3 separate regions of the Rattus norvegicus genome follow, and regions 1 and 3 are each linked to region 2. A link is a contact called in public Hi-C data. All regions are on one chromosome and are shown on one strand. The core of a region is the stretch at or near the end of the contact, and the rest is flanking DNA. Distances in the headings are between cores, read along the strand shown.

What was found. Hi-C and Micro-C count contacts between places; a contact is called where the count stands out from the background.
Region 1: a contact with region 2 is called in a Hi-C map of the A7r5 cell line, with 2.2 times the contacts expected there. The contact joins the enhancer-like site here to the promoter of Stard13 in region 2. A contact is called at or near these places in 3 of 12 Hi-C or Micro-C datasets (the A7r5 cell line, the Rat2 cell line and liver).
Region 3: a Hi-C map of Schwann cells shows a contact between it and region 2, with 6 times the contacts expected there. The contact joins the enhancer-like site here to the promoter of Stard13 in region 2. A contact is called at or near these places in 2 of 12 Hi-C or Micro-C datasets (the A7r5 cell line and Schwann cells).

Annotation. Positions count from the first base shown.
Region 1 is chr12:5,436,174-5,438,873 of GRCr8, reverse strand. All of the region lies in intron 4 of Stard13 (StAR-related lipid transfer domain containing 13), which reads left to right. Among named protein-coding and RNA genes, the nearest start is that of Trnap-agg21, 39 kb to the left of the region's middle. Within about 2 kb of position 1,318, at least 11 of the 93 cell types and tissues checked have an H3K27ac peak or open chromatin away from gene starts, as enhancers often do. A contact at or near this core is called in the A7r5 cell line, where this site is marked.
Region 2 is chr12:5,568,940-5,571,639 of GRCr8, reverse strand. It overlaps Stard13 (StAR-related lipid transfer domain containing 13), which reads left to right and starts at 1,449. Exons shown (of 14, transcript NM_001109060.1): 1 at 1,449-1,722. The coding sequence starts at 1,554.
Region 3 is chr12:5,820,315-5,823,051 of GRCr8, reverse strand. No RefSeq gene overlaps it. Among named protein-coding and RNA genes, the nearest start is that of Rfc3, 15 kb to the left of the region's middle. Within about 2 kb of position 1,466, at least 12 of the 93 cell types and tissues checked have an H3K27ac peak or open chromatin away from gene starts, as enhancers often do. A contact at or near this core is called in Schwann cells, where this site is marked.

The DNA of each region.
Region 1 (2,700 bases), core at 69-2,568, 130 kb after region 2:
GCTGCCAGCTCCAAAAACCAGAGCCCCGCCTCCTGTGCTCTGCCTCCTGTGCTCTGCCTCTGACCTCACTGAATGGGTTCTCTCCTGGACGTTCAGGATTAAATCACTTGGGACATCTCTTTTTTAAATGTAGCATCTCCATCTGTAATTAGCCAGATCTGGGGTTATTTTGAAGCAGCGGGGTGTCCTCTCTTTTGACTTGCACAAAGTAATAATTACACCTAATGCATCTTAACTCACCATGGAGTAACCCAACCCTTGGAAACCAGTCCTCCCCCGCCCCAGCCCCCACATTTATATTCCAAAGAGTCTCAGTCATTTTGGCTTGACCTCATCATAAAAGCAATCCAGCTGAGGAGATAAGAGAGGGAGAAACAGTGTCCGGAGAAGTATTCAACCGTGAGGGAATTATGCAGGCCACAAACAAATTTAAAATGTGGGAACAGACCTCCCAACAGCTGTCTGGCTACACAGACCCCCTTGAGAGGTGCCCTGACTATTTGAAGCACGCAGGTCAGATGTCGTCTTGGTCATAACACATGGTTCTTACTAAACCGAATGCAGCCGTCCCTGGGAGTCCGAGACCAGGTGGCTGCTCTGTGCAGATTTCTCACAAAAGAGAATGTCAAAAAAAACGAATGACGCACGGTGTTTCCCACAATGTGGAGCAAAGGGCTCTTTGCCCTGTCACCTACCTGCTCTGCAAAATGTCCGTGGTCTCAAGGCTCTCTGTGCAGCATACAAATTAGTCACCTTGGTATTCTGACCTGCTTGGGACTTTTTTATATCCGTTGCAGTGACACATGCACTTCCTCTCCCCTCAGTGGGAGCCTCACAAATAAATGCACATGAATAGAGTACTGCTTCTCACAGTGCAAACTGAAGGCTCCCAGACTGTTTCCAGATAAAAACATTCCCGCATATGGTGCCTCGTCACCTGTCAGTCCCCGTCCTGGGCAGTGTCTGGCTGGTCCCAAGCAGCCATAGCACACTCCTGACGTAACTGTAGGTTGGTCCTTTATTGGCAAACAAAATCATTTTTTTGAGTAGGGACCAAGTCTAGGCCCAATGATAGGAGAAAGAGTGGGAGACTTGAGAATCAAGTGCCCCAGAAAGCTATCGAGAGCTCCAGTCAGAAATAGAAAGTGATCAAGAAAGAATTAAAAACAGGACACCGTGTGTCCTGTCTACAGATCCTGTGAGGCAGAATCTTCATCTCCCATCCGCAAGAATCATAGATTTGAGTTTTTCAGTATGGTCCACACATGCCTTAGTCATCCAAGGCCACAGACTCCTCCCTTGAAGGCTCTGGGTGGGGGTGCTTTCAGGGCAGCCCTGGTAGTTAGTGAGTAAATGCTGGCATGGAGTCAGTCGCCCTCAAACCACAGACCAAAAAAGCAAAGGTGAGATTTGAAGCCTACCAACTCTTCTCTCTTAAAAAGTTGTTGAAATTGTTCTGGACCCCAATGCCCATGAGTCCCTTGGCCTAAGCCATATGGGCAGTGCATTGTTTTTTTACGATGGAAACTCATCTTGCCATTACAGTACCAAGTTCTTCAGTTTGTTTTGCCTGTCTTGGGAAATTTTAATTTTGAAGACTCGATGAACCAAGTCAAGGAACAAAGATGGATGTCAACAAAGAAGCACGGGCACTGAAGCCTGGCTTCTATTGCGCGTGTGGTCTGTCCTGCTTCTATCCCTGTGGCCTAGCATCTGCCCTCACATGCACAGACTCACCAGAACCCTACTGAGAGGCATTTCTGGAAGCAGGATGGGGAGGCATTCCAGCAATGGGGCTGATTCATCAGTCTACCAGAACACCAAGGAGACCATCACTGCATCCCAGTAGGCCAACTCACTGGTGTGGGTAACGCTGATGGACGTTGCAACGTTAGCCTCTAGATGCCTGTGTAACTGTGGCTTTGCCTCCTGTCGCAGCTGCAGATTTGTATGGCTCCCTTTGCCTGTTTCATTTCATTTTGTTTTGTTTTTAAAAACCCGTTTCTCAGTTTCCAGTGGTATCCGGCTAGTAGGAATGTGTAATTTTAGTAAAGAATGTTCTCATTTAGAAGAAAGCCAATGCAAGAGACTCATCCAGACTAAAATCAATGCAGAGTCAAGCTACCTATTCTTGGACAAATATTACTACCAACTGATTCACGCCAGCTAGCATCATGGTGACATTGAATGGCCCCGAGTGGCCGGTGTTTAGAAAGATAGCTCTTAAGGCTCCCATTAAAGTTAGCATTTTAATAAGACTCTGGATCATGTCCAAAGGTGGAAAGCCACACAGAAATTGTGAGTAAAACCTCAGGGCTAGGACCTTCTCAGCTAGATGCCAAGGGCATTACTGAGTTCCTGAAACTGTGACAAGGGCCTGATTTCCATCCTCACCTCTGACATGTTGACTTCCATGCCCCGCATCTCCTGCCAAACACAGTCCTTCCTGGCAGCTGTAGGCAGCAAGGGCAAGCAAGAGGAAGTGAACACAACAGCCATCACCTGAGTGGCTGAGAAGATAGTGACAGACTTGACTTACAGAGGCATATGGATGTCTCAGAATCCTCTGAATTGGGAGGGATCCTACCCAGTCCCCCAAGAACTCCTGCTGAGAGCACCCCCGACAGTTCCCTCGGCAGGATGAACTCACTAAATCAAAAAGTCTTCATGTAAAAAAATGGCTGGTGAGCCTGACGCCTC
Region 2 (2,700 bases), core at 200-2,699:
AGCTAGGCTAGGTTTCATTTTAAGTCAGCCAAAAGTAAGACCAATCTCTTTCTCTCTCTCTCTGTGGTGCACACACACGCTTCTGAATCCAAAGAATTCTATTCGTTCAATTCCAGGCTTAGAATTCATTAAGTTTTCTACCTTTTGTTGTTGTTGTTTGGTGATGGTGATGGTGATGGTGGTGGTGGTAGTGGTGGTGGCGGTGATGGTGATGGTGATGGTGATGGTGGTGGAGGGTTTTTTGTTTATGTTTGTGCTTGTTTGTTTGCATCAACCACTTGTAAAGAGCAAAGAGCTGGGGAGGAGAAATTCTGATGGCTTGCATATGGCTTCTCAGCTATGGTTAAACTGACTAGCAGTTTCTTTACCCACACCCTCTGGCTCTCGTGCCTGTGGATACAGAACTCTCCTGCAGAGAGAGCTCTCCCCAGCTTCTCCTGTCAGAACTCCTGGACTTTGTTTCTGTCATGGTTTTTTGGTTTGGGAATTTTGGTTCTGTTTTTTAAAACCAGTCTCTCTGGCTGGGTCTGACTTGTTACCACCCCTCCAGTCAGAAATAATGTTGTTCGACTAGCATTATGCTAGTCTCCTCTCTCGTGTTCTTTTTAAATTGAGACATATGCTCTCTATAAGCCTTTATTAGCACTTACTATAAGTTCCCACTAGTTCCCCGTGGACCAGCAGCCTACCCAGGATCTTTGAAAGGCCACCTGCATCCTGTGTAGTGATTCTTGGCAGCGGCTTCCATATGACTAGTACTTTGCAGTTGTTTAGTGGTGATGAAAAACTGGAGGAAGTGGACAAATTAAAGGAGCAGGGCTGGGTGTTCAGGTTGTCTCTTTAGGTCTTCTCTGTAAGAAGAGCATCTTTTCTAGCTCCCCTGTCCAATGGTGGTCCCGAGGGTCTTTATTTACCCCTAGTGTCAACATAGGATTCAAAAGTTTGTTTTTTTTTAGAAACGTTTTATTTCATTAATTTCGTTGTGATGAAGGCTAGTATTTTATCCCCAGCGACCCGTACTTACTTTAAATGGTGTATTTCAAATACACAGCTGCAGGTAACACGGCTACCTTCTTTTGTTTTTTTTTTAATTAAACCTAGTTGCCGCTGACTTTAGTAAAGCCAAAAACTTTGTCTTTCATAACCTCAAAAAGTTCCTACGCCAGGGCGTGTTCGGCCCCTCCTGTCCTCTCTGTGTCCCTCTCCTCTCTCAGCTCTGGTGTTGGGGGGGGGGGGCTTGGTGAGCCCCAGGCGCTTCTAATTCTCTAATAGCTATTAGCATGAAGGATCTCAGCTGCTAGTGCAGCCTCGCGGTCAGCTTTGGGCTGATGGAACACGCCCAGTACTTTCTCCTCCTCCTGTGATTGGCTCCCGAGGTCACGTGAGAGCCCCGGAGGGTTTGGAATTCTGACTTGCGGCTTTTGGCACTCCTTTTTCTTTTTAAAAATCGCTGGGTCTGTGGCTCTCTCCTGGGGCTTGGTGTCTTTGCCGGAGGCTGGAGACAGCTGCGAACAGCCACCGGCAGCTGAGGTGGCAGTGGAAACTCTCCCGAGATGTTCAGTCAGGTGCCCAGGACGCCGGCTGCAGGCTGCTACTGTCTAAATCCCTTGACACCTGAGAGCCAGGAGATGTACTTGCGATTTGATCAGACTGCCAGACGCTCTCCCTACAGGATGAGCCGGATCCTAGCGCGCCATCACCTAGTGACTAAAATTCAGCAAGGTGAGTTGCGGGCACTGCCAAGGTGCCGCTTATTTCTGTTGGCTCCGTCTTTTGCTACTTGCAAAGTTATTGTTTGCACTGTACACCGCACGGATTCTTATGCCACGCTGCGTGGAATTCTTTCAAATAACTTTAGACCTCGATTCTAAGCAGTCTGTCACAGCACTGAGCGCCGCCTAACTCACAAAAATATTTCCAGCAGGACGTGAATCATGAATTCCTAATCCTCCATGTGTCAACAGAGCAAGTGAGGAAGGTTTACTCAGTGTGTGTCTTGGGGAACTTTTCTGCAGGTAAACTCATACTCTGGTCACATTTAAAAGTGGACACTTGTTTGTTTAATTGGGGAGAGAGCAGAGAGCTGGTGGCTAATGCCCAGGGTTTATAGTACATCTTCATTGAAGGAAAACACCGGGAATCTTACCTTAAGGCCATCGGACTGACAACTTGAATTACATTCTCTTCCTGTCTGTGTGTTTGTGTGGATAGTTACCACTGATTTGTTGACATGGCTTTCTTGCTAAAGGATAAATGTGACTCTTCACCTCAAAACAGAGCCTATGAGTACACACCCTTAGCCCTGGCTTCCTAAGGCAAGTTGACAGTACTGATTCAGACTAACTGATCCTTTTCTATTCTCGGGGAAAAAAATTAAAAACTCTTGTACCCTGAACATTAATAAAACTCATGATTTTTTTTTAAGGCTTAAAGCTTAAAACATGTCCCTGTGTGGTAGAAATCCAAAGAATGGGAAGTGAGCCACTGAGCTGGTAACCATTTAAAAGACAGACACATCTATCCACAGTCAGTAAATAGTCACCTCGCTCCTAACTACAGACCTAACTGAACCATTACATTGGCCCTACCAGGAATTTCAAGAGCTATTATGAAAACAGTTCCCAGTTAGATAAATGAATTTGAGATTATATTGAATTTTAGAGGGGAAGTTAAAGTCTCTAATCTTAAAAGATCTTACTG
Region 3 (2,737 bases), core at 217-2,716, 250 kb before region 2:
AGATTGATGGATGATAGATAGGTAGACAGCATGACAGATGATAGAGGAAATTACATTATGTGGCAATGTGATTTGACTTCCAAATCAGAGTTTGTCTGTGTTAGCCGTGGAGAATTCAGTAACGATGTAATAATGTAATAATTTAATTCTGATCATTCATGCCCCCAAAGTCTCATCTCAGAGAAGCAGATAATTGAAGCGGCATTTGTTTACTCTAGTTTATATTATCGGGTTAATTAATTCTACTTCCCATTTCCGTTTGCTAATGTAATGTGACCTCAATGTTCCGTTCTGAGTAGATTGGTTAGGAGACTTGGTTTACACACGTGGCTCTTGCAAATGCAATCTGAGACATATACATGCATTGCAACCACCATCACTAGATGAAGACCTAATTAATTCATTCTGCAGAAAAGTAAAAATGAATGCTTCCAATTAATGGATGGCACACACCAAAGTTAGTATTTAGTTAAATATTCAAATAAGTCCATGTTTTAGTTTGCTTTCCGTTGAGGTGATTAGCCACACTGACCAAACACAACTTGGGAAAGAAAAGGTTTATTTCATCTTATGGCCTAGGGTCCATCACCCAGGGAAGCCAGGGCAGGAGTTTAAACAGGAACCTGGAGGCAGGAATTGAAACAGAGAACATTGCTCACTGATTTGGTCCCCATGGCTTGCCCAGCCTGTGATTTTTTTTTTTTTTTGCTTTTTTAAAGTTTTTTAAAAAATATTATATATGAAACACTACATTGTTTCTTCAGGTTTCAACCTGAAAAGACATCAACTAAATATGCCAGAGGAACCAGAACAAGAAAAACTTGTTTTTGCTTAATGAAGAGAAAGAACAGACAGAAAGAAGGAAAAACACAGATTGGTCCAATAATAATTCAGATTATGAATTACTGACCAAGGTTTAAACAAGATTTTGATTTGTAACTCAGACAACACCTTATATGAAAATGCATCATGGAAGAGACTCTCATTCATGTCATGGCCACATGTCCTAGGGTGGCAGTGCTCAGGAGGCTGGGCCTTCCTACCTCGATCAACAACCAAGAAAATGCCTCACAGACTGCCTGAAGACCAATATGATGAAGGCAATTCCTCAGGTGAGGTTCTCTCTTCCCGGGTGGGCCATCACAGCCAACATTAACACCACAGCCAGTGTCTGAGCTTAGCTGCTACCCCCAAATCTCTCCATTACATCTTTCAAACCACCTCTCTAAACTAGGCCCAGTCACACATATTTATTAATTATAAACTTCCATATTCTTTGCTACCCAGACATGCTGTCCAAAATCACCTCTAAGATGCTGTTTTGCATTCTTTGGTGTAATTATATCTGCATTTCCTGGTTCCTTGTGGGCATGTGTAAGAATTTCATAATTGTGTAAGAATGTGTCTGTCCTCTCCCTTTGGAGACTCCATTCTGAGGCTTTTCCTAGTGCTTGCTATTCTCAAGTTTTGATGAGTAACACTGCCCTATGTCTTCTGGAAGCTCTGAGCAGAATGGGAAGGAATGTCTATCACAGACATTCTTTTGTCCTTTGTAATTTTCTCTCCCAAGGAAAGTCAGAAACATTGTAACTATCTGAGACCTTAAAAATGTGCACAGAACAAGCACACAGCTTTTCCTGTTAAAATTCTTTTTAGATTTATTTTTACGTGTACAAGTGTTTTTGCCTGCTTGTATCTGCATGCCTGAGGATGTCGGAAGGGACACCAGGTCCCCTGAAACTGAAGTCACGGGTGGTTGTAAGCCTCCATTTGGGTGCTGGAAACTGATCCAGGCAAGACCAGCTAGTGTTCTTAACCCTTGAGTTATCTCTCCAGCCTCTAATATAGCTGTTCTTCATTGGACATCTTAACTTCTAGCTACAACAGTTTTGGACGTTGTGCTCCTCCTGATCTTATAAGCTTACAGTATGGCGGCATCCTTATTGTCTCTGTGACCAGACTGAAATTAGTATTTTGAACCAGCCTGGTTCGGAACTTGCTATGTAGACCAGAGTGGCCTTGAACTCACAGAAATCTACCTCTGCCTCCTGAGTGCCAGGAATAAAGGTATGTCCCACTGTGCCCAACTAGTGCTGTTATGGGAGGGAGCCCAGAGGACTCTCTCGCCCATTTTCTATTTATAGCAAGAAGATGGTATCCCTGAACCAGCAACTGGCATCTTGACCTTGGACTTCCAGGTTTTAAAACTGTTAGAAATGAAAGTTATGTGGGAAGTCACTTAACCCATGGCACTTTTGCTGTAGCAGTCCAAGTGGACACCCTCAAAAGCAATCTGGAAATTTCATACTCTGCTTAGAAATAAGGCATCCATTAGACGCTGGTTGTCTAACAGAATGTCTTCCAACTGGGACCCACCTCAAGGGTTGGGAAAGCAATCAATCAAAACCTGAATAAAAGACTATTAGAATTTTCATGTAATTATGTATAAGCACGTGTCCTACTTTGGAGTCTGTTGTTGTGATAAAGCGTTGGCCAAAGCAATTCATGAATAATAGCCCACCCAGACTTCCCATGCCAACCTTTAAAAACCTATACGCATGCTACCTCTCCTGACAAGAGAAATGGTGCAGGTGTGATTCAATGAAAGCTCTTGAGATTGGGAAATTATTGGGGGGAAATGGAATCCTGCAGTCATTTGTGAGCATGCGCGTGCGTGCGTGCGTGTACAACGGTATGTGTGCATATTTGCCCGTGTGCAGTTTTGTCGAAGATGTGA